3 separate regions of the Mus musculus genome follow, and all the other regions are linked to region 1. A link is a contact called in public Micro-C and promoter capture Hi-C data. All regions are on one chromosome and are shown on one strand. Each heading gives the region's core, a stretch centred on a gene start, on an enhancer-like site or on the middle of the called end of the contact. The rest is flanking DNA. Distances are from core to core; before and after follow the strand shown. Region 1 holds the start of Ubxn2b (UBX domain protein 2B). Region 2 holds the start of Plag1 (pleiomorphic adenoma gene 1). Region 3 holds the start of Mos (Moloney sarcoma oncogene).

Evidence for each region. Promoter capture Hi-C pulls out the DNA fragments that hold promoters and counts their contacts. A called contact is a pair of places that touch in the nucleus more often than the background predicts.
Region 2: a contact with region 1 is called in a Micro-C map of embryonic stem cells, with 6 times the contacts expected there. The contact joins the promoter of Plag1 here to the promoter of Ubxn2b in region 1. A contact is called at or near these places in 11 of 39 promoter capture datasets (the 3T3-L1 cell line, the C10 cell line, cranial neural crest and 6 more), 2 of 484 Hi-C or Micro-C datasets (embryonic stem cells and pre-megakaryocyte-erythroid progenitors), 4 of 115 datasets of contacts at active chromatin or transcription factors (astrocytes, embryonic forebrain, pro-B cells and 1 more) and 2 of 9 other capture datasets (adipose tissue and liver).
Region 3: a contact with region 1 is called in a promoter capture Hi-C map of frontonasal cranial neural crest. The contact joins the promoter of Mos here to the promoter of Ubxn2b in region 1. A contact is called at or near these places in 3 of 39 promoter capture datasets (frontonasal cranial neural crest, hippocampal neurons and liver) and 1 of 115 datasets of contacts at active chromatin or transcription factors (astrocytes).

Annotation. Positions count from the first base shown.
Region 1 is chr4:6,189,293-6,193,407 of GRCm38.p6, forward strand. It overlaps Ubxn2b (UBX domain protein 2B), which reads left to right and starts at 1,813. Exons shown (of 8, transcript NM_026534.2): 1 at 1,813-1,921. The coding sequence starts at 1,838.
Region 2 is chr4:3,936,153-3,940,296 of GRCm38.p6, forward strand. Plag1 (pleiomorphic adenoma gene 1) reads right to left here and starts at 2,253. Exons shown (of 6, transcript NM_019969.3): 1 at 2,062-2,253. Chchd7 (coiled-coil-helix-coiled-coil-helix domain containing 7) reads left to right here and starts at 2,736. Exons shown (of 5, transcript NM_181391.4): 1 at 2,736-2,979; 2 at 3,227-3,374.
Region 3 is chr4:3,869,566-3,874,238 of GRCm38.p6, forward strand. It overlaps Mos (Moloney sarcoma oncogene), which reads right to left and starts at 2,540. Exons shown (of 1, transcript NM_020021.3): 1 at 1,093-2,540. The coding sequence starts at 2,249. The coding sequence ends at 1,218.

The DNA of each region.
Region 1 (4,115 bases), core at 563-3,062:
AAGGGGTCTGCAACCCTATAGGTGGAACAACAATATGAACTAACCAGTACCCCCAGAGCTTGTGTCTCTAGCTGCATCTTCTTCTAGTAGCAGAAGATGGCCTAGGAAGGCCCCTTGGTCTTGCAAACTTTATATGCCCCAGTACAGGGGGATGGCAGGGCCAAAAAGTGGGAGTGGGTGGGTAGGGGAGCAGGGTGGGGGGAGGGTATAAGGGACTTTCGGGATAGCATTTGAAATATAAATGAAGAAAATATCTAATAAAAAAATTGAAAAGAATTGTCACAGTCTCAGTCTTGCTGTGGTCTCTCCAGTTGGACTGATTTTCATTACTCAAGGCCACATCTGGTGACCTTGGCCCAGTAAATAAGCCTGGCTGCTTACACATCAGAATCTAACTTAGCCCAAAACTCTAGTCTAAGGCTCTTTCTGACCACCTCATAATCGCTTCTAAAAAAAAAAATCATTTCTAAACAACCAGGTAGTATTTTGCTGACATGTGTAAGATGTTTCCATTATCTGTCTTAGAACTTATCTGTGACTTTTTACTTGTGGTCTTTCCTGGCCCAACAACTGTGAAAAGTTCTTCTCCTTCAAGGCCCAACATTAAAAGGTCATTTCTTGTCAAAAACATGATGGGAATTTTTAAGGCAGAATGTGTATCAAGACAGCAATGCAAGGTTTGGTAACTTGTACTGCTAGTTTCTAGTTTAATTATCATTTGCCTCGCTCAAGTACATCATTACATACTCAGCAATATGAGTGGAGCACTGTTGAGTTAACTGAACTGGGGAGAGGGACCATTATCCTTTGCCTTCTGAGTCTCAAGCTGAAAATAAAACTGAACTAAATAAATTTTCAGGAGAAAAGGACACACATTTTATTTTTTTTAAAACAATCATGTGATTAGCGTCTTCGTGGGAAACCTGAAAGCCTGTGTGGCTGTATCTACATACCAGGGGCAACCAAGAAAAGTAGCTAAGATGTGGATTTAATTCTAAAAGGTCTGTTGCAGACCTCTCAGTTTCATCTTCTCTACCTCATAAGTTTTTGTTTTTGTTTATTTTTTTTAAGTGCTCGAAACTCAAAGAACAGCCAAGGCAGCAGGCTGTAGGCTCCCACCTAGCATGGTACACACAACAGGCACCAAGAGAGTATTCTCCATTCACATACAGTCCGCGAGTAATAAATACTCTTTGCAAAGTAAAGTGTACTCTGTTACCTGCTTATATCTTTCTTTCCCTTCCTAGCTTATAAATTTCATAAAGGCTTCTTTTTTTTTTCTTGGGAGGCAATTCTTGGAGGTGTAAGTGTCTGGGACTTAAGATGAGAGTTAAGTCAATCCCAGCAGAAAAGAAGATGGCTTAAGAGTCTCCATTCTCATTGCCAAAAGCTTTACCGTGTTTCCTATCCTCAATACGGATCCACTCAGAAGGACTAATTTACCATCCAATCCTGGATAAGGGAAAATGACAGATAAGGGGAAATGAAAGGTGGAGTTGTTCATCTGCTAAGATATTGCATTGTTGAGTTAAATGAACTTGGAAGACAACGCTGCGCTCTAAAGGCAACCTACAGCATCTCCCAGCGAGTCGAATGGTGACTATAGAGAGATCTCAAAAACTGAAAAACTGGCGAGCCCTGCGGACCGGAACCCTACAGCGAGTGCGCACCGGCTGGTGGGGGGAAAAGGAGCCCGGAGGAACACCACGAACCCGGCACGGCTCCGCCCCCTCTCCAAGGCAGTGGGAGTCACGGAGTGGCTCCGCCCCTTCCACAGTCGCTAAGCAACCAACCCCGGAAGTCGCGGTCCGGGGCAGGCGCCGCAAGCGGGTGAAAGATGGCGGAGGGTGGCCGTGCGGAGCCGGAGGAGCAGGAGCGTGGGTCCTCCAGGCCACGGCCCCCAAGTGCGCGGGACTTACAGGTGCGCAGGCATGGAGCGCGGCGGCGGCGGGCGAGAGGGCGTGGGCATGGCGGGCGCGGGCCAGAGCCACTTTGTACCTCACCTGAGCCTGTCTCCGGAGAACTGGAGGGTCTCTCCTGGAGGCGCATTGCGGAGGGGTGCGTGTGGAATCCTGTGCCCTAGCCTCAGGCGGCGGTACAGGGGTTCCCTTCACGCTGGATGCACAAAGCAAATGTCATTTTGCCGAGCCATCTGGGTGCCTCCCAGCTGATGCTGCCTGCATTTGGGGAGTTGCTGTGGCCAGTGATAAATCAGCCATCACTAAAAAAGTAACTTTAAAAATGACGCGTGCTGGTTTGTTCTCCTGGATGCTTTTTCACGTTTGATGATTTATACATTAAAAGCACTTTCTTCTCCAAAAGCCTGCGGTTTTGCAGGGGAGAGCTTAAAACAGTTCAGGCTTTGGTCACAGCTCGCTTGAAAGAGTTCACAAAACAGCTTAACAGAAATAAAACTCAGCAATGTTAGGATGCTGGCATTAGCTAAACACTTGTCCGATGCTAATACTGCTTGTCCATTTTAGCCTTTTTTTTCTATCTCCTCATGAAATCATTGATAAAACTCAAACGATTAAACATATATTAGGGGTTATAGTTCAGAATAAATGAGCCTGGATTCGCAAACCTTGACAGAGCATTTTTATAGCAGGTCTTCATTCTGTAACCAGACGTACTGACCGTTTGCCATTCTAACTTTGTGCTGAAGCTCTGGGAAATGTGGATACAAATAGGACATCAAATCCAGAAGTAGTAGTGGATACTGTTGTGTGCTATCAAATTTTGTGAAAGGTCTCAGATTTGAAACAGGCTTGTAAAGCAGCTTTACAGACCAAGCCAATGCAGAATTCTAATGGTATTAATTGAGCACTGGTTGGTTCCGGTGACCCCGGAGCCAGTTAGCTCGTTATCTTAGAGTAATTGTCACTGTGATGAAACACCATGACCAAAGCAGCTTGGGGAGGAAAGACTCATGCTTCCACTCACAGTTCCTTATCAGACAGGACGTCAGAGCAGGAACATGGAGGCAGGAGCCGATGCAGAGGCTATGAAGGGTGCTACGTACTGGTTTGCTCCCCAAGGTTTCTTCAGCCTGCTTTCTTATAGGACCCTGGGCTCACAGCCCCGGTTTGGCACCACCCATAGTGTGTGTGGCCCTCCACCATCCATCACTAATTAAGAAAATGCTCCAAAGACTTGCCTACAGCCTTATGAAGGCATTTTTTTTTCATCGAGCCCCCCTTTCCCTGATATCTCTGGCTTTGTCAAGTTGACATAAAACTAAACAGCACACTAGTGAGGCAGTGTATTTTCTGTGTCTGGCTTGCTAGTTTTCATAAAGTCACATCTTATTGTCACTTGGAGTTTTCCCAACATGCTCTGGGTCTAGAAGCTGCCTCATTCAGGAATTCTATTTTGTTTTATGAATAATCTAGGTTTAATTGTCCTGAACAGTCTCTATTTTAACCACATATAACCTTTTGGACACCTTCATAACTGTTTGGAGAACTAAGCATAGTTTGAAGCATCACTGAATGCCAAAAAAAAAACAAAAAACAAAAAACAAAAAAACAAAATAAAACAAAGCAAAAAACAAAACAAAACAAAACAAAACAAAACAAAGGCAGTTCAGAAGATGAACTTGGAGAATGCAGAGATCAGCATCAGGTAGGAGATAAAAACCAGTGAATTAATGACCAGCTGAACAGAAATCTATCTCAGCTGCCATTCAGAATAGTCTGTCAGCCTCTACATCAGGAAGGAGGGTTTTAGGAAGAGGGCTATATAGTTATCTCCTGAAGTGTCTCTCTGTTGTGACTTCTGGACTGTTTCTAAGGCTGTTGTGTAGTGTCCTCCAGGCAATTCGTCATAGGGTTTAAAGTTGTTTAAGGTATTTAATTGCATATTTCCCAATGTTCCTCCAGAATAATATCAACAGGATTGCTGCTCTTAATTCCGTGTTTCCATCCAGATTAGCATTTGGGGAGGAGTAAACTTGTCTGAGGCTATCTAGATCACTGGTTCTCAGTGAAATAATGTCCCTGGAAAGGCTTGATAAAGCAGACACTAGCGCTCATACCCATATCTAATAGGTACAGAGTGGGACTTGAGCATTATGTATTTCCCAGATTCCCAGGTGTGGCTAGTCTGTACAGTTA
Region 2 (4,144 bases), core at 1,003-3,502, 2.3 Mb before region 1:
TAAGTTTCAACCAGAAGTCCTCAGTGTACCTGAAGCCAAACTGAGCATTAGGTATTTTACAAAATGGCTGTAAACCCCCATTATGGGCATACATGGCTCTTTGATCTCACTGCACAGAATTCATAAGTGTTCAATAATGCTATACCATTACACCACACACCTTCAACTTTTTCCATTTTTCCACAATTCTTTCCAAAATCAGCTTCCAGAGCAAAGCAATGTAACATGAAAAGTTTCTGGGAGGGCTTGTTACATAAAAGAACAGCGTGGATGAAAACTAAGCCACACACACATCCATCTTCTGCTGGGCTTGTTTATCCCTCCTCTCCCTCCATCACTCCTAAACGGGGGGTGCACTTGAGTAATGGAAAGAGAAGGCTCTTCCATCACCACACACTTCCAGCACCTCTGACTTTGGTCCTCTGTAAGTCTGCATAGGTGATGAAAACCCTAAGAAAAGAGAAGCTGTCCCTTTAAAATGCCCTGCTCTGTCCCAGATCCCACGTGGAACCAACATCAGCAGCACTTTCCCACTAACATCAATGTGATGCAAGAGGCACCATCCTTTTATATACATAAAACCAGAAAACTTCAGTCCAACATTCCTTAGTGAGGGCGAACAGGTGAAGCAAACGAGCCAGGAAGGGAGAAACCAAACAACTCCCCACCCCTCCCCAGAAGGTTCGCCAGTCTTGCCCTCCAGTCTCTCTGGGCAACAGCACCTTTCCACCCCTCCTCTGGAGAGCCCAGCTTAAAGAAAGGAGGGAGCCACTAACAAAACCCGAGGCATAAATGCGACGAAAATGCAATCTAAAGCCGGAAAGGTTTATTCTTCCAATCACACATATTAACTCTATTAAGAAAATGGCATCACTTTTTTTCCTACCCCAAAAAGCAACCTCCTCACAGATCATTAAAAGGGAGTTATAAAATAGCAAATATAGTGTTTATCTTATCTCAGATCAGTCCACATTACCAATAAGTTTAGTAGTTTCTGCACTACCACCTCCCCCTCCCTCCCCCTGCTTCTCTTGCATTGGATTTTCACGTTTTCTCATTGTCGGTGGAGTTATAAAAGGCTTTTGCCCTTCGAAAGTTTTAAAAAATAAATAAATATTAACTCCTTGGTCCCTGCAAAGTCCAAATGGACTTCAGGGGAAAGGCGGTTCACACTTTTACCTTTGGCGAGAAAGGGGGGCGCATCCCGGATTTTTAGGGATTTTTTGCGATTTTTTAACAATTTTTATTTGGTTATATGCCTGAGTTCTCCCTCCATTTTGGTTGTTTATGATACTGACAACAAGCTGTCCCTGCTCCGTCCCGATCTCCTGCTTTCATTTAGCACCCCCTCCCCCTACGCCCCCGTCGCCACCCGGCTGGGTCCGGCGCCCCGCGGACCCCGCACCCCGACTCGGCTCTCCCACCTGGGCAGGAGGGCAAAAACAAATGCATTTCTCCAGAAAAGAAAAACCTCTTCGGAAAAGGGGGCAAAGTTACCCCAAGTCACTCCCAGTACCCCCCAAATATTGCCGACCGCGGGTCTCCGCCAGGCCCTCTGGGAAGCGACCTTCCCCCGGGATGTTTTGGTGGAAAACGCGGAGAGTTTCCTCTCAAAACCGAATTTATATTAATTTTTCCCTTATTTTTCGGGTCTCTAATGTCTTCCGCTCTCTCTGCTGCCGCTGCCGCTGTCACAATATTCACAGCACCAGAGAGGAGGAGGAGGAGGAGGAGGAAAACTTTTCAAACTTTCCAGACCCTGAATAAAAGGGTTTTTTTTTTCCCACCGACCTCACCTTCGGGTCCCCAGTCGCGTCGCCCCCTGCCCTGTCAGCAGCGACCTCGGGAGTCCTTGCAGCCCCGCCGCACGATTTTATTTGATTTTTTATTATTATTTTTCTCTCTGGGGTCCTGAGCAGGGGCTGGGAGTAGCACAAACTTTTCCTCCTCCTGCCGCCGCCGCGGCTCCTCTGCCCCCTCGGCTAGTCCCATAATTTAAATAACCCTGATATTCCTCCCGCTAAACGCCTCCCCGCCGCCCCGGACCCCCGGAGAACTCACCGCGGAGCTTTAACATCCTCCCTCCGGCCCGTCCGCCGCCTTTACACCGCCCGCGGAATTTCTAATAATTTTTTTCTCATATTTCGGGCTGGACGCGGCGGGCCTGGAAATTGTTTCCTTACGCCTCTTTCCAGCAGCCATTGTAGTGTATGCGCTGCCCCTGCAGCTCAACTTGCAGCTGCCGCCGCCGCCGCCGCCGCCGCCGCAGCCGCCGACGTCGCGCCCACCGCCGCCTCCTACCCCCCCCCACCCCCCCCCCCGCCCGCTCGGCCGCCGCCCCCGCCCCCGCCCCGCGCCCGCCCGCCGGCCCGCCCTGGCCCCCGCCCGCCGAGGTGCCCGCCCTCCTCACGCTCCGCCCAGGGCCTGGCCAGTCCGAGCGGCCGCCGCCGGGTCCAGATGAGCTCATTGGTTGACGTGGCTGCCCATCAGGCCGAAGTGGTAAGAGCGATGCTGAAGGGCGGGGGGCGCGGTGGGGCGGGGAGAAGGCGGGGTCTCACGCCGTCCCACCCGCTCCTCCTGCTTGAGCCCTCCTCCCGCTGCCCGGGGGCGGAGCGAACTGAGCCCGCCCCAACCTCACAGAGTTCCGCGCGCCTGTCAATCTGGCAGCGGCGTGCGTGGATTGGACAAGCTGGAACGGGGGGCGCGGGGGCAGCACGTTGGGGTGCGCGCTACTTAAGGTCCTGCTGCGTGAGCCACTGACGTGTTTGGAACTGCAGCCGGCCCGGGTGCTGGCTGAGTGGTGGCCTGTGGTGAGTGGTCTCCGGCCCCTCCCTCCCTGGACAGCAGGCCCGGGACAGCACTGCGCCGAGGGCAGACCCTAGTTCGTGGCGCCAAACCCTCCGCGGCGCGGCATGCTCCTGCCGCTACTCACGCCACGCGATTCGTCCGGCCGGGGCAGCGGAAGGTGACCCCATGCAGGTCTGGGCACCCCGGATTGTGTCACTCCCCTCCTTGCCCTCCCCAGGTCCCCGCTCTACGCCGCCCCCTTCCTTCCCAGCCCCTTTTGTGGTGTTTACCTGTGCCCGCCCTCCACCGTCCGATTCTGCGGCGCGGCACCTCGGAAGGCGGTGCGGTCCGGGAGTTACATTCTTGGAGATTCGTCTCCGACCTCTCAGATCCCTGTGATGTGTACTTTGACATTTTGTCCCTGGTACTCTGTACCCAGGTTTATGGTGTGCTGTATTTCTGTTTCCGGATTTAACACTCACAGACCAGACTCTGAGAAGCCTGGGGGGCCTGGACTTGTTCAGTAACGTGCCCTTCCCCCACTGCGGATCAAAGCTGCGAAGAGTGGGAAATCAGGAACTTTTTTGGTAAGCAGTTTGCCCTTTAGAGTAGATTTTAGCACTATTTCTCAGATGTGCTGTAGGTTTGCAGTCTTCCCTCAGGCTGGTTTTCTTTCTGAATGTCATCTTGGAAGTAGTACAGTGTTGTAACAGTTGTTCACTCCTGCACCTTCAAAAAGTAAACAGATAAGGCCTCTTTAGCAGGGCACTCCATCTTGTCCTTCAGCCACACTCCTCCATGTAAATTGACATTTCCTCTTCCTTTTCTGTTAACACAGGAATTCATACGAAGGAGGTGACATTAGGAAAACCATGTTTATAGTGCATTTAGTATCCAGAATAAAAAGCAGTAAAACGGGAATAGCCTGAAGCAGCAAATTTGATGCCTGTTTTGTGTGGATACTTTTTAAAAGAATTTCTGGCTGATGATAATGAAACAACAGAATCTCATGATCAGGACGCAGTGTGAATTGTGTTCGTATCAGATTGTCGAGATTATTATATGCATGAACGATCAAGCGGAGCTCTGTGGGAGACATGAAGAGAAGACTGTAGATTTTCTTAGTTCTGGTATTCTCTCAGGAAGAGGCAGTCTTGTAAACTATCTTCCGAAGAGGAAAGGCTTCTAGAGATAGTTGGACTTTGTACTGAGTGCCCTTCCTGTCAAGACGCTTCTACTGGCTGGGTATTTTCAATGAAGTTCATGGCATAAATGATTATTTGGTGATTACTGAAAGTTAAAGGACTCAGAGTAATCAGATTCTATCTCCGGGAAAAGTTGGGCTCCTTTAGCTTAG
Region 3 (4,673 bases), core at 1,290-3,789, 2.3 Mb before region 1:
CCTCCCTCTTCATTGGGTTGCTATTTGCCCCCACCACACAACTTTATTTTTGCCATCTGCTTTTGGGCTCAAATCTGAAGCAAAAGAAACCCAGTGTAGAAGTGTTTTTGCAACTTTCCTGCTCATGACAACGTTCAAATGTAAGCTATTACAAGTCATTTAGAATTTTGTTGCTTGAAAACAATTCAATTTGTAAAATTTATGTGGAAGTGATTACAAATGGCCTTTCTTTATGGACTGGAAAGGAAAGCAACCCTTTTCATTTTTGTTTGTTCTGCTTTTTCTAGACAAGGATTCTCTGTGTAGCCCTGGCTATACAGTAGTAGCCTGTAGTCTTGGAACTCATTTGTAGACCAGGTTGGCCTTAAATTCAGAGATCAGAGATCCAACTGCCTCTGCCTCCTATGTGCTGGGATTAAAGGTATGCTCCATCACTGCTGGTTAACAACTGTTCCTTTAAAAAGCATTGGTTTTGTTGTTTTGTTTCAGGGAAACTGCAGCTTGAGTTTAGGTATGTGTTAGGGGAGATTTGAAACATGAAAATTTACAGGGGGAAATGTGGCATTCTATAGTACCATTCGTTTTTGGAAAAATGTTCTTTACCAGTAACTAAGTTTTCAACCCCAGGACAAATGGCTGAAGTGCCTATTTAACACAACAAAGTGGACCTGGTGCCAGGTTCTCCCTGCATCCCTCAATCCCTATCAGTACAGGGTGGTCCTGGCTGGCATGCCCTTCTTCCCCAGCTGTCCTTCCCTGTATAATCCATTTAGTTACTTCTCCTCTTTTGGGCTGCTACACCTGATTCTCCTCTCTTCCTTCTCCCTTCCCCTCCTACCTCTTCTCACATGGCTCAGAGTCAGGTCCATGTCCTATGTCTCCCTTTTATTCACGATAAACTTTGTTCTTCATACCTAGGAGCAGGGATGTCCTCTCCTCCCACCATCACCCCCATTCTTTTTTTCATCCAGGAACAAACCTTACTACAGAAATGATACAGTAGGGCCAGGAACCCCAAAACGGCTTAGTTTACCAGCAGCGATGCCCATGAGATCTGTGGCCCCGTTATGCTTAGGAAAAGCACTTCAGGCTGAAGTTCGTGGTAACTTTATTTCCTAAAAATATGCCCTAGTGGTATGTTTTCTTCCACACCATCCTTACTTCTTTAAAAAAATAAACAGAGACAAAAAGCTTATCTCTACATCGGCTCGATGGAGTCAGCCTAGTGCCCCTCGGAAAGCCTTGAGGTCCCTTTGGAGCAGTTCTGCACCCGGCCTCTGCAGGGCGCGGGCCTCCCAGCAGCTCTGGATGATGTTCTGCAGTGTCTTTCCAGTCAGGGAGGCGGTGAACACCGCCCCTGCCAGTGAGGGGCGCAGATTGTAGGCAACCACTGCATACTGCACGTACTGAGGTTCGCCGGAGTAAGGCACCTCCCTGGTGGTCATCTGCCACAGGGTGATTCCAAAAGAGTAGATGTCAGCTTTGGGCGTGGCAATCTCTCCTTTCAGGATCTCCGGAGCTTGGTGCGTGTACGTGCCCCCTATGTGGTGAGGGGACGCCTGCCGGCACCGCAGATCCTGCAGCTTCTGGGAGCAGCCGAAGTCACTGATCTTACAAACGTCTTGCTCACTGATCAAAATGTTCGCTGGCTTCAGGTCCAAGTGCAAAATGCTTTGTGAGTGGAGAAAAAGCAGGCCGTTAACAACATCTAGGGAATACTTGAGGCACTTCCCCAAACTCAGTTGTTCTCTGCAGCTGAGAGGCTCCGGTGAGCGGGTGGCACCGTAGATGACTTGGTGTAGAGTCACGTTGCCCCCAAACTCCATGATTATGGTACCTAGGCTGTTGGAGTCTTCGGGCGTGCGCGTGCTGGCAGCCACAACCCGAACTATGTTGTCGTGGCGTAGTCTTGCAATGTTCAGTTCAGCCCAGAAACTCCGCTGGGATGCACGTAGGTCCTTGGTGCACTTGTTTACTTGCTTGATGGCCACAGGAACACCGTGGTAAGTGGCTTTATACACCGAGCCAAACCCTCCAGAGCCCAGCCTATGCATCAGACATACCTGTTCCCAGTCTATGGAGAACCAGGCCAGCCGGCGTGGCAGTCCGGGAGCCCGAGGAGGAGTGGTCCCCAGGAAGAGCTTCCCTGCCTTCCTCGGGGCCACCAAAGGAATGCTGCAGGACCGCGAGTCCACCGATGGCGACAGCTCACGAGGGAGGTAGCGACACAGGCTTAGAGGCGAAGGCATTACACCCTCAGATGGGACAGTCACATGAGACACTAGGGAGAAATGAGTAGGAACAGCCAGGGAAGTTTGGGAGCATGGCTGAAGATTGCTGCCTTCATCCCAGTTCCTTTCCCTTCTTCCTTGATTCTCAAAACCAGCCACATCTGTGCTATCACTACTCCACAAGGTGTTTCTTTTTTAAAAAATAAGTCAGGTGGGGTTGGGGGTGCAGATGAAGCCTGGCAGTCTCAGATGAAACGATTGCTCACAGCTAAAGTGAATCCTTAGCAACTTCTTCCCCCGTTAAACAGTACTGGCCTGCCCAAAAGTTCACGTCACCTTCCAACTAATTCTTCAATCACAATACAATGGAAGAAAAAAAAAATCAAGTACATTCTGATGATCATTAATCAGTCCTTCGACTGAAGAGAAAAAAAAAGTACAGTGAACTTGGTGCACACTTTTCAGGCTATAATGATTGTTAGTGCTAGTCTCCAGCTGCATTAAATCACTCCCAGCAGCTATTGGCTGCAAGAGTTGCAATACAAACAGCAGACATTTGTTGAACTACTTGCCAGGGTTATTAGATGCAACCTTTGTAAGAATTAACATCTGTAACTTTAATGTCTTTGATCCAAATACAATCACTTATAGAAGTCAGATCACATACCTTTTACGTTCATCAGAAGGGAGCATTCTGACACTGTATTTGATTTAAACAGCAAGTTAAGACTCTGTAACATAACAACACAGTGACCTCCCAATATCCCTTTCCAAGGCAAGTTAAGCCACCCCATGAGTGTGAGTTTGCTTCAAGACAGATTCTAGACTTCACAGAAAGCAAGTTCCTGGAATTTAATGCAGAGTTGGAGGAAGGAAGAAAGGAACAAAGGTGATTGTGATGACCACGGCTGTAAATATCAGCAAGCGTGGGAAAACAGAGGAAAAGTCAGGAGAAATAGACATGGCTCAGAATCACTGGTACCCATCTATAATATGGAAAAGCAGATGCTGAACACAAATTCAGGGTCTGGCCATCAAACCACACATTCCTCCTTTTTTGTTTTATAAAAATGCGCTCAGTTTTATGCTATATCTCTGGGAGAATGGGGAAGAGCCTTGCTCTGTTTATTCAAAAACGTTTCTCAAAGTGGCTAGGAGTTATTCCTCTTAGCTGCTTGGTAAGGTGTTTTATGCATACAGGTGATAAGTGATCACTTTTCATGTGACAGCTGTGTCCCTTTGACTTCAGAATCACAGGTTTTGAGAAGACAATAAAGGAGAGACATATAAACAACTCAAAGTTCACCAAACTCCAGGTTTCTACTTGATGGTATGATATGATTTAGTCTGCCATCTTGTACATAGTATATAATTGTTAGCACCTCAATGCTTTATGTAAGAAATTAGAATAATTAAAGTAAACATTTTTCGGGAATAAAAGTTGAGTAGCTTTGAACATATTAAGAGAACAAAATATTAAAAATGTAAGCCATGGAATATTTTAATAGAAGCCCCATTCTGTGCACGCATATCAAACCCAAATAAAAAAGGAAAATAGTAAGCAGGACAAAATTTAAAAGCACTGAAATTATACTGCAAATTTGCTCAGCAATCACAAAGATAAGATTATAGTTCAGGACTGTGAATTGTGGACTTCAGGAGCATAAGAGTAATAGGTTGCCTTAAACCTCTGGGTATCACACAAAATACATTACAATGTGATTTATTACTTTGTAATTTTTAATTTTAAGACAACCTCATAAATAATTCACTTCTAAAGTTGTCTAGTATTTATCCAAAATGCAAAGTATTGGTGAAAGTATGAGTCACTGTGTATGCACAAATCTGAGCTCATTCCACTCACCAGCCATCTACTCAAGGCTTTTAATGGTGTACCCACTGCTTTCTATGTGTTTCCTTTTGTGGGTATTTAAAACTGCAGACGGTTTACACCCTGGTAACCCCATCATAGGCTGTAAGCACTGATGAGTGGAAATGCATATGTTAAATGCTTTACCTAGCAAATGTCAGAGATGGTTATTAACCCGAATGACAGTGCTACAGAGGGGCAATCTGAGCAGAGAGGTCTGTTGAGTGCATAAGGATGCCATATCATTATAAAGTTAAAACATTGGAGTTTGGAGTCTTACTATGGAAACTGCCCTTACTCTGAAAAGATCTACCATTATATTAACTTTCTTTCCTTTATCACCTAAGTTCTTATTATGATTTTAATTAACTTTGTTTAATGCTGACTTTGTGTCCACACGTATACAACATTTCAGTATTTTTAACCTATGATGGGGTTAATCAGGGTGTAACCCATTTGTAGTTTCAAATACCTGTAAAAGAAAATAAGTACGGAATAATGGACATGCAATTAAAGCCCTTGGGTCTATGGATACATGGTGGATCTCAAGCAATGGGCTTGTGATTTGTGCA